Linked DNA regions of Mus musculus: all the other regions are linked to region 4. A link is a contact called in public promoter capture Hi-C data. All regions are on one chromosome and are shown on one strand. The core of a region is the stretch at or near the end of the contact, and the rest is flanking DNA. Distances in the headings are between cores, read along the strand shown.

What was found. Promoter capture Hi-C pulls out the DNA fragments that hold promoters and counts their contacts. Capture Hi-C pulls out chosen DNA fragments and counts their contacts.
Region 1: a promoter capture Hi-C map of liver shows a contact between it and region 4. The contact joins the promoter of Dock7 here to the promoter of Alg6 in region 4. A contact is called at or near these places in 1 of 39 promoter capture datasets (cranial neural crest) and 1 of 9 other capture datasets (liver).
Region 2: a promoter capture Hi-C map of adipose tissue shows a contact between it and region 4. The contact joins the promoter of Kank4 here to the promoter of Alg6 in region 4. A contact is called at or near these places in 1 of 39 promoter capture datasets (cranial neural crest) and 1 of 9 other capture datasets (adipose tissue).
Region 3: a contact with region 4 is called in a promoter capture Hi-C map of liver, with 4 times the contacts expected there. The contact joins the promoter of Usp1 here to the promoter of Alg6 in region 4. A contact is called at or near these places in 12 of 39 promoter capture datasets (the 3T3-L1 cell line, the C10 cell line, the HPC-7 cell line and 7 more), 5 of 484 Hi-C or Micro-C datasets (B cells, the G1E-ER4 cell line, erythroblasts and 1 more) and 1 of 115 datasets of contacts at active chromatin or transcription factors (memory CD8 T cells).

The regions. Positions count from the first base shown.
Region 1 is chr4:99,119,532-99,122,231 of GRCm38.p6, forward strand. Dock7 (dedicator of cytokinesis 7) reads right to left here and starts at 1,394. Exons shown (of 50, transcript NM_001369286.1): 1 at 1,194-1,394. The coding sequence starts at 1,231.
Region 2 is chr4:98,816,192-98,818,891 of GRCm38.p6, forward strand. Kank4 (KN motif and ankyrin repeat domains 4) reads right to left here and starts at 1,346. Exons shown (of 10, transcript NM_172872.3): 1 at 1,235-1,346. I0C0044D17Rik (RIKEN cDNA I0C0044D17 gene) reads right to left here. Exons shown (of 3, transcript NR_151512.1): 3 at 2,284-2,700.
Region 3 is chr4:98,922,504-98,925,203 of GRCm38.p6, forward strand. It overlaps Usp1 (ubiquitin specific peptidase 1), which reads left to right and starts at 1,307. Exons shown (of 9, transcript NM_001301414.1): 1 at 1,307-1,740.
Region 4 is chr4:99,714,311-99,717,010 of GRCm38.p6, forward strand. It overlaps Alg6 (asparagine-linked glycosylation 6 (alpha-1,3,-glucosyltransferase)), which reads left to right and starts at 1,320. Exons shown (of 15, transcript NM_001081264.1): 1 at 1,320-1,396.

The sequences.
Region 1 (2,700 bases), core at 144-2,643, 590 kb before region 4:
TGTGTCCTTTAATGGCATGCCTTAAGACCCCAAAACAAAAACTCATACTTTCCAATCCCAATTACAAATGTTCAATGATAATATGGACAATGCACTATTAAGTGCTTTATAAAAAAAATGACCATTTAAAATTCACGACAACCCAATAAGCTAGATACCATTATTACCATTTTTCAGATGAGACAACTAACATGCAAGAGAATTTCAACAACCTGGTGAAGGTCCCGATTTTAAAAACACTCAGTATTGTAATTTATCTTAGTCTACCAGTAGCACCCATATTCCTAAGAACTTATTTAAGAAGAATATGAAATACATATTTTAAAACTCAAAAAGGGTTCATTTACATCTGATCTTAGCCAAAGACAGAGATGCAATGAGATGTTAGTTTTAAATGGGAAAAAAAAAAAAGTGTCCCAAAAGCCTTAACATTGTGGGGGTCCGGAAACTAATAAAAGCTTTTCTCCAACATATCCAAAAACCTTCTACAAATATCAACAAGCTAAAAAGATTCAGAACCACAGAAATATATACAGCCATCACAAAATTTCATCTGAATGTTGCCTTTCTTTAAGCCTAAGTCGCAGAAATAAGGCTTTAATGAGACAACAAACAAACAATGCCTAGTTCCTTATCCATAAGTACATCCCATAGCTAAATTCTACAAACATCCTTCCATTTTTTTATCTGGACAGGGAGGTAAACTGCTGGGGAACCTTATCCTCGGTGGGTGGTTTACTCCTAGGCCCACGCATAAAGCCCAGTGCGGGTCGGGTCATCCATCTTCCTCTGGGGCCAGAGAAAGAACGCCCACCGAGCCCACGGGTAAGTGGGGTGCTCCCATGTCCCGCAGCCCATAACTTTGCACTGCGGCCTCAGTGTGCCTGTGCAGGCGTGGGTGCGGAGCCGCTGGGGCGGGCGGGGCGTCCGGGGTGCTGTCAGCGGTGGCGACGGGTGCGTGAGCGCCGTGGCCTCCACGCCAGTTCCTTTTGTTGGGGCGCCCGGAGCCGGGGCGTGGGCGTGGAGCGCCGGGGAGGACGCGACTGCGGACACAAAGAACCGCCGAGCTGCCGCACGCCCTGCGGGCCTGGCGGGGCGCGGACTGCAGGCCCGGGACCGCGCGGCAAGGCCCGTGGGCCGCGCCACACCCACCCTCGCACCCCGGGGGCCCGGCCGGGCTCCCCGCCGCGTACCTGCTGATCTTCTGAGCGAAGGCGCGGCGCTCCGCCATGGCTGCGGCGGCGCGGGGCTGGACGCGGGGCTGGACGCGGGGCTGGGCGGCCTCCTCCTCCTCGCGCTCCCGTTCGCGCTCCCTCCCGCGCGCTCGCCCGTCGGCTCTCCGGACCCCACCGCGAGGCTGGGCCGGCCGCTGGAGCGCGGAACCAGGGTACCGTAATGCGCCGAGGAGGCGCGCACGAGGAACCTCTCTCTGCCCCCGCCCCCGCCACCCCCCTTCGCCTCGCGCGCCAATCCCGGCTGGAGGCCGGGCTGGAAGGCCGCCGGAGCCCGCGGGAGCTGATGCGACGCCGGGTGTGGAACCGGGCCGCGAGCCCTCGCTGCCCTGCCGCCACGACCGGGAAGACCCACGACGGGGCCGTGACCGTAGCCGCCGAACGCGCGCGGGGCTGTGCTTTCCCCAAAGGGAAGGTTAGGAAATGGAAAGGGCCTTGCGGCTTGGTTCCTGCAGCTCCTGACTCCAGGCAGTTTAAAGCACCTTTCTTGCACGCCCCGACCTCGTGAGTGGGGTCTAGCTGGAGAAACAATGGCTCTTCTTTGTAGAAAGAACTCTCCCACAAAGGTGGTGTGATAATCGCTGATTTGTGGTGCATGGCCAAGCTTACACGCATGATCTTACTTAATCTCCACAACAGCTCTTTGAAGTAGATTTAGCTCCATTTTAGAGAGAAAAAAATTGTCTCAGAGAAGCTGTGACTTGCCCTTGGTCACACATGGCAAGCTCCTCCCGTGAACGTGAGACCCAGAGCCCAGGCCCTTTTCTCCAAGAACAGTTATCCCTGTAAAGAATTCTCTTGTGAGTCCTTTACAGTTACTCTGGCATTCTCATTTCATATGTATGCGTACATGCATATCCATCAGATGAACTGTTTTCCATCCTTTTGATGTTCTATAAATAGAACCTGTGTCAGTCTTGTTCTAATGCATTGGGTTCTGAAATTGTGAAACTAAGAAAAATCCTTTGGCTTCTTGTGACACCTTCCCTCCTAAATGTTTTAAGAATTTAATATACCTTATTTGCAGTTACTAAATGTCCTCTGTATCCTTGTGGAGCGTGTTAGATTGTCTCTCACCATAGCGAAACCTTCAGCTTGAAGCCTGGTCACTTGCCCAGTCATACAGAACAGAAAGCACTCATTAAGTGGGTCCAGGACTTCCCGTCTGTACCCTAACCTGGGTTTGAACCAGGTGATTGGATGCCTTTAAAACACTGGTTTACGGTGAGGATAGCCCATTCGAGGTGGGTATATATTTAACATGTACTTAAATGCAGGTATGCTAGAGCCCAAATGTGAGCTAGCTGCGGTTCTGTTTTCAGAATATTTGAGTCCATGGGGAAAGATACAGCTGCTCCAAGTCTAACTTTGCTGTAACACTGTTCCAGACCTTTCCATTGTTCATGATAGAAACCCAGTTGCTTTCTGCCTCCTCCCCATGTGACCTTGAGCAAATTACTTAAACAAC
Region 2 (2,700 bases), core at 96-2,595, 900 kb before region 4:
TTAGAATCAGAGAACGCAGCAGAATTCTACACCAGAGTGATGTGATTCACTCCGTCTTGGTCATTGGACAGCAAGCTTCCTGAAGCCAGTGCACGGTTCTGTTTACCTTTGTATCTGAAAACCTTGCCTGATATCTGGTTCTGAACTTTTTTTGTGTGTGCTTTTTCTCTGGCTTTTACATCATTCCTACAACACACTGTCCCTGAGACACATCACGCCTCCTTGAGGTAGGAGGCTGGACTTTAAGGGCAATGCCAAAGTGGACCCCACTTCTGCTTCCTTGGGAAGCAACATGCTTTTCTGTGCCCTGTCTTGAGAAGCTAAGGAGCCCAATTTGGTTTACTCAGGTAGGTCCTCCGGGATTGCACTTTAAACTAGAGATGCCTTCTCTCTTGGCTGTAACCCCATCACTGGCTGCAGGTGATTCTCCCCTGGTCCTGTTTGCATAAGACTTTGCACAAGCCTCAGAGGACATCCTTGAAATGGAATAGCCTCTTTCTCCTGGAAAATGCCCACCCTGGTCTTACAAGTCTGTATCCCAGGATGCTTGGGAAGTAGTAGTCTGGTTTTCTGCAGCCCAGGGTAGCACGATGAGAGTAGGTTCCAGCCAAGCGTAGAATGCATGGACTTTTCAGCTCCTGTCTGTAACTGGTCAGTCTGCAGCGACAAAGTTCTGGGGTCAAAGATTTGACCTTAAAGAAGATGGGGAGGGGAGGAGAGCTAACCAAGAGGCACATGGGCTTGGCAAAGTATCCTCAGCCAGCGCCTAGCACACAGATGCAGGGCAGCCCTCCTCCCTCTGCCCAAGGTCGCATCCCATCATAGCTCTAGAAACTTCACCTAGGAGGAGGGAGGTGCGGGCTGGGGAACAGGCGCGATGTTTTGCAAAATGAAAGAGACTCGGCGATATTTAAGGTAGTCCTGTAAGCCAGCCGGGAGGCGCCCCCAGTCCCGTAAGCTGCATCCAGGACCGCAGCGTCCGTCTGAGGACAGCTGCGAGGGTCTGCACCACCTGAGTCTCAAGGACGACGAGATCCCCCTTCTACGGTCTCCCTAGTACCCAGAGCTGGAAAGCAAGAGCGGGTACCCTCCTTCCCCGACCCTCCGGACTCCCGGCTCAGGCTGCCGCAGCCTCTGCAGGGACGCGGCGCTAGCAGGGGTCGCGGAGCGCAGCGGGCGCAGCCTGGGTCGCGCGGGGCGTGTGTCCGGGGCGAGAGGACGCCAGACCACTTACCTTGGGGAACCGCGGGGTTCTGGCAGGAAGCGACCGCTGTGCAGGAGCAACGCGAGCTCCCACCCGGCTTCGGGGTGCACGCAGCTGCAGCTGCACGGTCTTCAGTGGCACGATCCTCCTTCCTCTGCACCGTCCGCGTCCGGCACGCACCGCGCGCCGCCGCACCCTGCTGTCCCGGGCGCGCACACCCTCCGGGCGCCCTCAGGTCGCCGGGCTGGGCCTGGAGCCGGGACGCACTAGCTGTGGGCACACCTACCGCGCCAGCTGCGGGACTGGGAGCGCAGGAGCCGGATCCTCGCCGCCGCCACCCGAGTCCCCGCCTTCCTGACGCGGCGCGGGCTTTGGTGTATAGGAAGGGGCAGAATTGCGACACCGAGGGGAGGGTCTTAGCCTTGGACAGAGTTAAGAAGAAAAACTTTTGGAAAAGAAACCAGAAAAGTCTCAGCCTGTGTAAGGCGCTTTCCAGATTTCCCCAGGGCTCCCCCGTGCGTTTTTCTAAGTTTGTCTAGACTCTGGAGTCTAGACGTTTCCGTCCCCACCATGGTGGAGAAACAGTATCAGACAGGGTAAGGGTAATAACTGCCCAAATCAGAACACGAACCAAGGCCTGACAACTGAGATCCTGTGAGCAGTGGGGTCCTAGCCCCAGTGTGGGGGTGTGAGAGTCGTTCACAACAGGACTTAGATGTCTCCTAAGCCATTTCCCTTCCAATTTCCTTCCAAATCCATGTTTCAGCTCCACATAAAAATCCGTCTTCTCTTCATACACCCATCTCCACAGCAGCTTTGTACCAATTAAAAGTTACTAAGCTTGAATGGACAGATAGCTAAGGACCACTTGGGCCAACACCTGGAAAGAGAAGTGGAGTGGTTTCTCCTAACCCCTCACAGAGAGGACCAACAGAAGGGGGAGGGAAGGAGATGGCAGCTGGCAGGTATCCAGAGTCCAGCTGTGACCTCCCCTGGCCCACCTTCCTAGAATCCATGCCCAGAAAGCAGCCCAAGGAGTTTTATTTTTGACATCGTGACCCAGATGGGACAGATAATTTGAATCAAGAGACATTTAATTTCCGTTTCGACAGAAACATAGTTATTAGGATGACTTCATTTCCACGAAGCTTTCATGATAGCAGTAACAAATGGGAATGATGGCCTCAGTGCTGGAGCCCAAATAGGAGTTGGGGGAGGGTCTGTGGCCCAAGGGAGAGCAGCCTCAGACTCTGCCTACTAAGGCCTGCTGGGTTATCCTCATCCGGTGAAAGGAAGGAATATGACAGGAGCGGCTCATTTTCCCAGAGAAGCCAGAAACCCAGACATTTAAGTGAGGTCTCTATTTTTTCCGACACCTCATTTTTAAAATGCCGCTCTTGCAGAGGACCCAGGTTTGATTCCCAGCGTTGGAATGATGGCTCACAACTGGTCACTTTAGTTTCAGCGTACCATACTCGTACTCTTCTGGCCTCCTG
Region 3 (2,700 bases), core at 57-2,556, 790 kb before region 4:
TACATTCCCTTCGCTTGTTATCCCTACCATGCTGAAAATAGTTCAACAGGGCATTAAACAGGGCAACACACACGGAGGGCACTAAACAGGGCAACGCACACAGTGGGTACTAAACCGAGCAACACACACCGTGGCCATTCAACAGACCAACTCACGATGGGCATTAAACAGGGCAACGCACACAGTGGACATTTAAAAAACAACAAAAAAACCCCACTTGAACGGATTTGTACTGAGTTCTCATCAGCTGTAGTACCGCACTGTGAGATCATCTCACAAAAGACAGAGCATACAGAACCAAGCCCAAACCGGGTGAGGCTGTGCGGCTGCCTGTGGGTCATTCGGTACCGGCTCGCGCCAGAACCCGTTGAAGCTCCAGCCGCGAGACCAGCCTGAGAACTAAAACCCTTGTGCAGCCTGCGAGAGGGGAGAAGGACCCGAGGCTCCAAGGCGTTCGGCTGTGCACTGTCTAGCTAAGGCAGTGCTCATTCTTAACGCACAACTTGAGATAGGGTGGACCGCGGCTTCCTCGGTAAACTGGACGCCCAGCGGGCGCCGAGCAGCTAGCAAAGCGCATCAGCCATTTTCCGAGCGTCTTTGGTAACCCTTCCGGAGAGGGCACGCCAGGAGGGGGAAGAAAAAAAAAAAAAAAGAAAGAAAGAGGCGGGCCTGCACCGGGGCCTCGGCCCAGAAGCCACACCCTCCGGGCTCGCCACCTCCCCATGCTAACAAAACGGAAAGCGGAACCCTAACCTCGGCAGAGAAAGCGCGCACTGGAGCGCCAATGAGCTTGCAAAGAGCCGCTCCAGGGCGCCGTATGCTCTCCCGGGATTGGCTGGGCCTCGTTCCTTGTACTTTTTTTATTGGTCAGACTGTCTTCTCTGCCGGCTAATTGTTTTATTCGTATAGGTACTTTTTGATTGGCTCTTCCTGGTGGGGCGGAGGAATGAGGTTTTGGAAATTGTTCAGCCTGGATTGGCGCATTTGAGCACCTGAGGAAGGGGCTTGTCCCAGTCACTCCCTGTCCCATCTCCCGACCCGTAAGCTCCCTCCCCTTCAACTCGCGAGTGCTAATGTTTAAAAAGAATTAAAAAAAAAAAAAAAAAAAAAAAAAAAGAGGGCGTGAGCGAGCGAGTGAGCCTCCTGCGCGCCAGCCCGGCCTCCTGCGCAGCGCGCGCCTCTGCGAGGACCCGCGCGAGCTGCCCGTGCCGCTGCCTGCGCTGTTTAAACTGCAGAACCCGTTAGGCCCCGGGAGGAACTACCGTTCCAGCTGGTTCCGGAGCCGAGCGTGCCGGGGGCGAGGGGCGGTCGCGCGGCGGCTCGCGCCTTTCGCGCCTCTGCAACGTGGAGAGGAGAACCGGCACTTTCCGTGGACGCCACCTCCAGCCGCGACGCTGGCGCGGGCGGGGGTTCACTCGCGGGGGTCCTGAGACTGAGGAAAACGCGCCAAGTTCCCCCTCGGCGGCCGTGCGGGGACCCTGCGGCTCGGGAGCGCCGCCACCGCTGTGCGCCCGTAGCCTTCCCGGCCGGGCTGCGCCGGGGATGTAGTGGTGCCGCGGCGGGCAGGACCGAGCGGCGGCCCGGCTCCCGCTCCGCGGACGAATGGTCACTCCCCCGCGGGAGGCGCCCACCAGCGATCCCTCTCCCGGGACGGCGGCCGGGCTCACCTGTCGCGCCCGCACTCTGCCCGGCTGGTCTCCCCGGCGGCGGCGCCGCGGACTCGCGAAGGGCCATGACCGGGTAAGGAGCGCCCGGGGTTCAGGGCCCGGGGCTGCGCGGCAGGTGCTGACGGTGGGGAGGGCCCCTTAGGCTCGGGCTGCGCTGCGAGGGACTGCCGGCGGGCGCGGCGACCCCCGGGGTGGCACACCCAGGACCCAAGTGCCCCTCTGCCCACGCCTTTCGTAATGGGAGAGGCTGGCCGGGAGAAGAGATGTTTGTGATCGCAGTGTCCTGGGTCGGGGCTTGCGAAATTTTACCGCGCATTTTCTTGACTTACAGTTTCTCCAGAAGTGTGTACGGCGCCACGTGTCTTAACCCTGCGCCCAAGAGTTTGTTTTTATTGTTTCACGTTTTTCTTGAAAGAAGAGTTGAATCCTATCATTGTACACAGATTTGAAAAGTAGTGGGACTGAGGATTCACGGTGTCATTTGGTCAAGAAGACTTAGGGCTAAGTTCATTGTGCGAAGCTTGGGTTATAGTTCTGGAGAGGCTTTTTTGACTGAAAGCTCTGAGAAGGGACGTGGAGAACATAAGATTGGGCACCCGGGAAAGTGTCGCGCTCTTGGTGACCATCAGTGCTGGCTGGCTGTTTAGAGGGTCCCAGATTGGGTGGCTGGCCGAGATGACGGCCGCTGTTTGAGCTGGCTGATGACTTTTCTCTCACTGGCTCCCAGGAAGACACCTTTCCGGAGTCATTAGTGCTTGGGGGAAGTCTGACAGTTTTGCGAAGGCTGGTTTATCATTCCTAACAGGTCATTTCATCAAGAACATTTAAGGGGCCAAGAGACAAAAATTTAAGTTGCAGATAAGATGGGAAATTTTGCCAGTTGTCCAGTTTTTCCTGAGTTGGTTCCCAGAAATGGTTTCCCTGCAGTGTACAGTGAACTGGGGTGAAATGTTTAGGGGTAGAGTTTGAATCAATTTGTGTGTACCTCAACTACTTACTACTTGGGTACCTATATTTGAAACTCGTTCATATT
Region 4 (2,700 bases), core at 70-2,569:
CTTCTTCCAAGTCGATTCCAAGCTTCCCAACACACTACCTTGGGGACCATCCCATAATATTCTTTCCTTTAACCTTGCTGTCCTGCACACTTCCTACATTACAAAGACCTTTACACATCCCCTGTCCCATTGACCCTTCCTAGTTCTCACCCTGGTCTAACCATAACTTTTCCCTCTGACACATCCATTATCACCTGTGTCTGATTTTTCTTTCAAAGCTAAGGTGGCTCATTCAGGAAGAAGCCTTTCCTGACAGTTAATAGTTTACACCGAGTCCAAGTCTTGTCTTAACTCCCATGGACTGTGGTGTGTATACTACTAATGTGACAGTGTGCACTTCATTGTGCTGCTTTCTATTCTTTTTTTGCATGGGAAATGCTTTTTGAAGAGAATTTTGTGAGAGCAGAGACTCCAGTGTAGTCAAACAGGTGAGCTCTAGGTTGAGTGAAAGACTGTCTCAAAATGTAAGGTGGGGATGGATAGAGAAAGACACCAGCATCGACCTTTGATCTCTTCAAGTACACACAGGTAACACATACTTCTTCCCCCACCCCCAATTCACCTCCCCCAGCAATACTCAATATTTGTTTTCACTTATGTCAGAGTTGGTGTCTACAAAATGGCACAAATCAAAAGCAGGGTGTGAGGGAAGGAGGGGGATATTATTTTTGGCAAATGTGGGAACGGATGGTTCAAGTTGCCTGATGGGGCATGTAGTGTCTATTCTGGGACGGAGTTTTTTTTTTTTTTTTTTTTTTTTGGCGGGTCAGGGACAGGGTCTTGCTGTGTATCTCAGGCTGACCCTCTTACTCTCCATCCTCTTGCCTCAGCCTCCCTAGAGGTGAGAATGTCACCGTGTGTAGCTATTGCTGCTCATAGGCTCAACCCAGAGGCTCTAGAAACGGTTTCTCACTAGAAGTAACTTCTCAACTTTACTGGGGCAAGTAGTCTTTGCTTAGCTCTAAGAAAGTAGGCTGGCTGCTGTAGGGCACTGACCCAGGAGGAAGACCTGCCACTCGGGATGAGGACTGGCCAAGGGCTCGCCAGTGCGAAGAGCGCAGGAGCCGCCCCTCACAGGAATCCGTGGGCTAAGCAGCCGCTCAAGCTTTGGCCGTGGTCCCGGGAAAGAGGAGCAAGGGGCTTTCCACCTGCCCCTGACCTAACCCCAGCCGCCAGGCTTCTCGAATTCCAGGGCTTGCACCCCGCCTCCCGCAACGTGGCAGTCTAGCTCTCCCAGTCCCGCCCCTCCACGATGACTCCGCCCACCACTCCGCCCCCTCGCCTTACGGGCTCGCTCCCGTGAGCGCCGCTGGGAGCGCGCGTGCTCCTCGGGCTGTGAGTGCGCAGGCGCATTCGCTGGTTCTCTGCGGGCGCCAATTCTGGAGAGCAGAGGCTGGTAAGAGCCTGGGGTTGCCGAGGTCTGGAGGCGGCAGGCGTCGGGAGGTCCCGGCAGCCGGCTCGAGCGGGCTTCTCGGGGGCTTGTTGGGAGGTCTCGCCCATCCCCGAGATCCCCGGCGTGTGGCTGTCCTGCAGAAGTGACGCGGCCTGGCCGGATTGGCCTCGGCGACCCTGTCCCCGCCGTCCTGTGGGTCTGTCCCTCCCGAGGCTGATGTCCCGAGGGTACCTTAGCAGGAAAAAGAAGTCTGGGACTTGACGGTCTGGCCCCTTGTCGGGATGTGCCTGCTATCTGTGCGTGGCCTCCTGAGAAAGTTGCTGAGCTGCTCTTGCAGGTGGCACAGCAGTCGCCTGCTGTTTAAGGGGGAGATAGCCCGAATGGTGGCACTGGGAGGCAGAGGCAGGAGGATCTCAGGTTTCCAGGCCAGCCTGTTCTACATTGGAGAGTTTTAGGCTAGCCAGAGCAACACGGTGAGACCTCGTGTTTCACTGTGTTTCACACAGGACTTCCGAAAATGTAGTATCCCTCACTCTCTCCTCCCTTCTCCTGCCCACATTTGTCCACCCCGACTACCTTCTCTAGTCAAGTGGGTTCCTGCTTTCTGCCAACCGAACTCTAAGGATGGAAGGACATTGAAAGGACTAGAAATGATCTTTGCTCGCATAGCAATTTTGTTCTGAATAACAAGTGAATGGCATTTCCTCATAAGCTCGTTTGTTGGAATAACATGCTTGCAGAACCATACTGTACATAATTCTACTGGAACTTGTTGCTCATCACTCACCCAGGGAACGTATCTTTTTCTGTTTCTCAGTTCAAATAACAATATTCATTTCATCTCACAAGACCTCTCCAGAGAACCCCCCTCCTCATTAACCCTACCCCCTTAGGTAATTTTTGTTGTTGTTGTTTCTGTTGTTGATCTGTGGCTTTAAAAATGTATGGTTAAATACAATGCAGGGTGTTCTTTCAATTCTTTTTTTTTTTTTAATTTTTTATTAGGTATCGTCCTCATTTACATTTCCAATGCTATCCCAAAAGTCCCCCATACACTCACCCCCACTCCCCTCCCCACCCACTCCCCCTTTTTGGCCCTGGCGTTCCCCTGTACTGGGGCATATAAAGTTTGCAAGTCCAATGGGCCTCTCTTTCCAGTGATGGCCGACTAGGCCATCTTTTGATACATATGCAGCTAGAGTCAAGAGCTCCGGGGTACTGGTTAGTTCATAATGTTGTTCCACCTATAGGGTTGCAGATCCCTTTAGTTCCTTGGCTACTTTCTCTAGCTCAATTTATTTATTTTT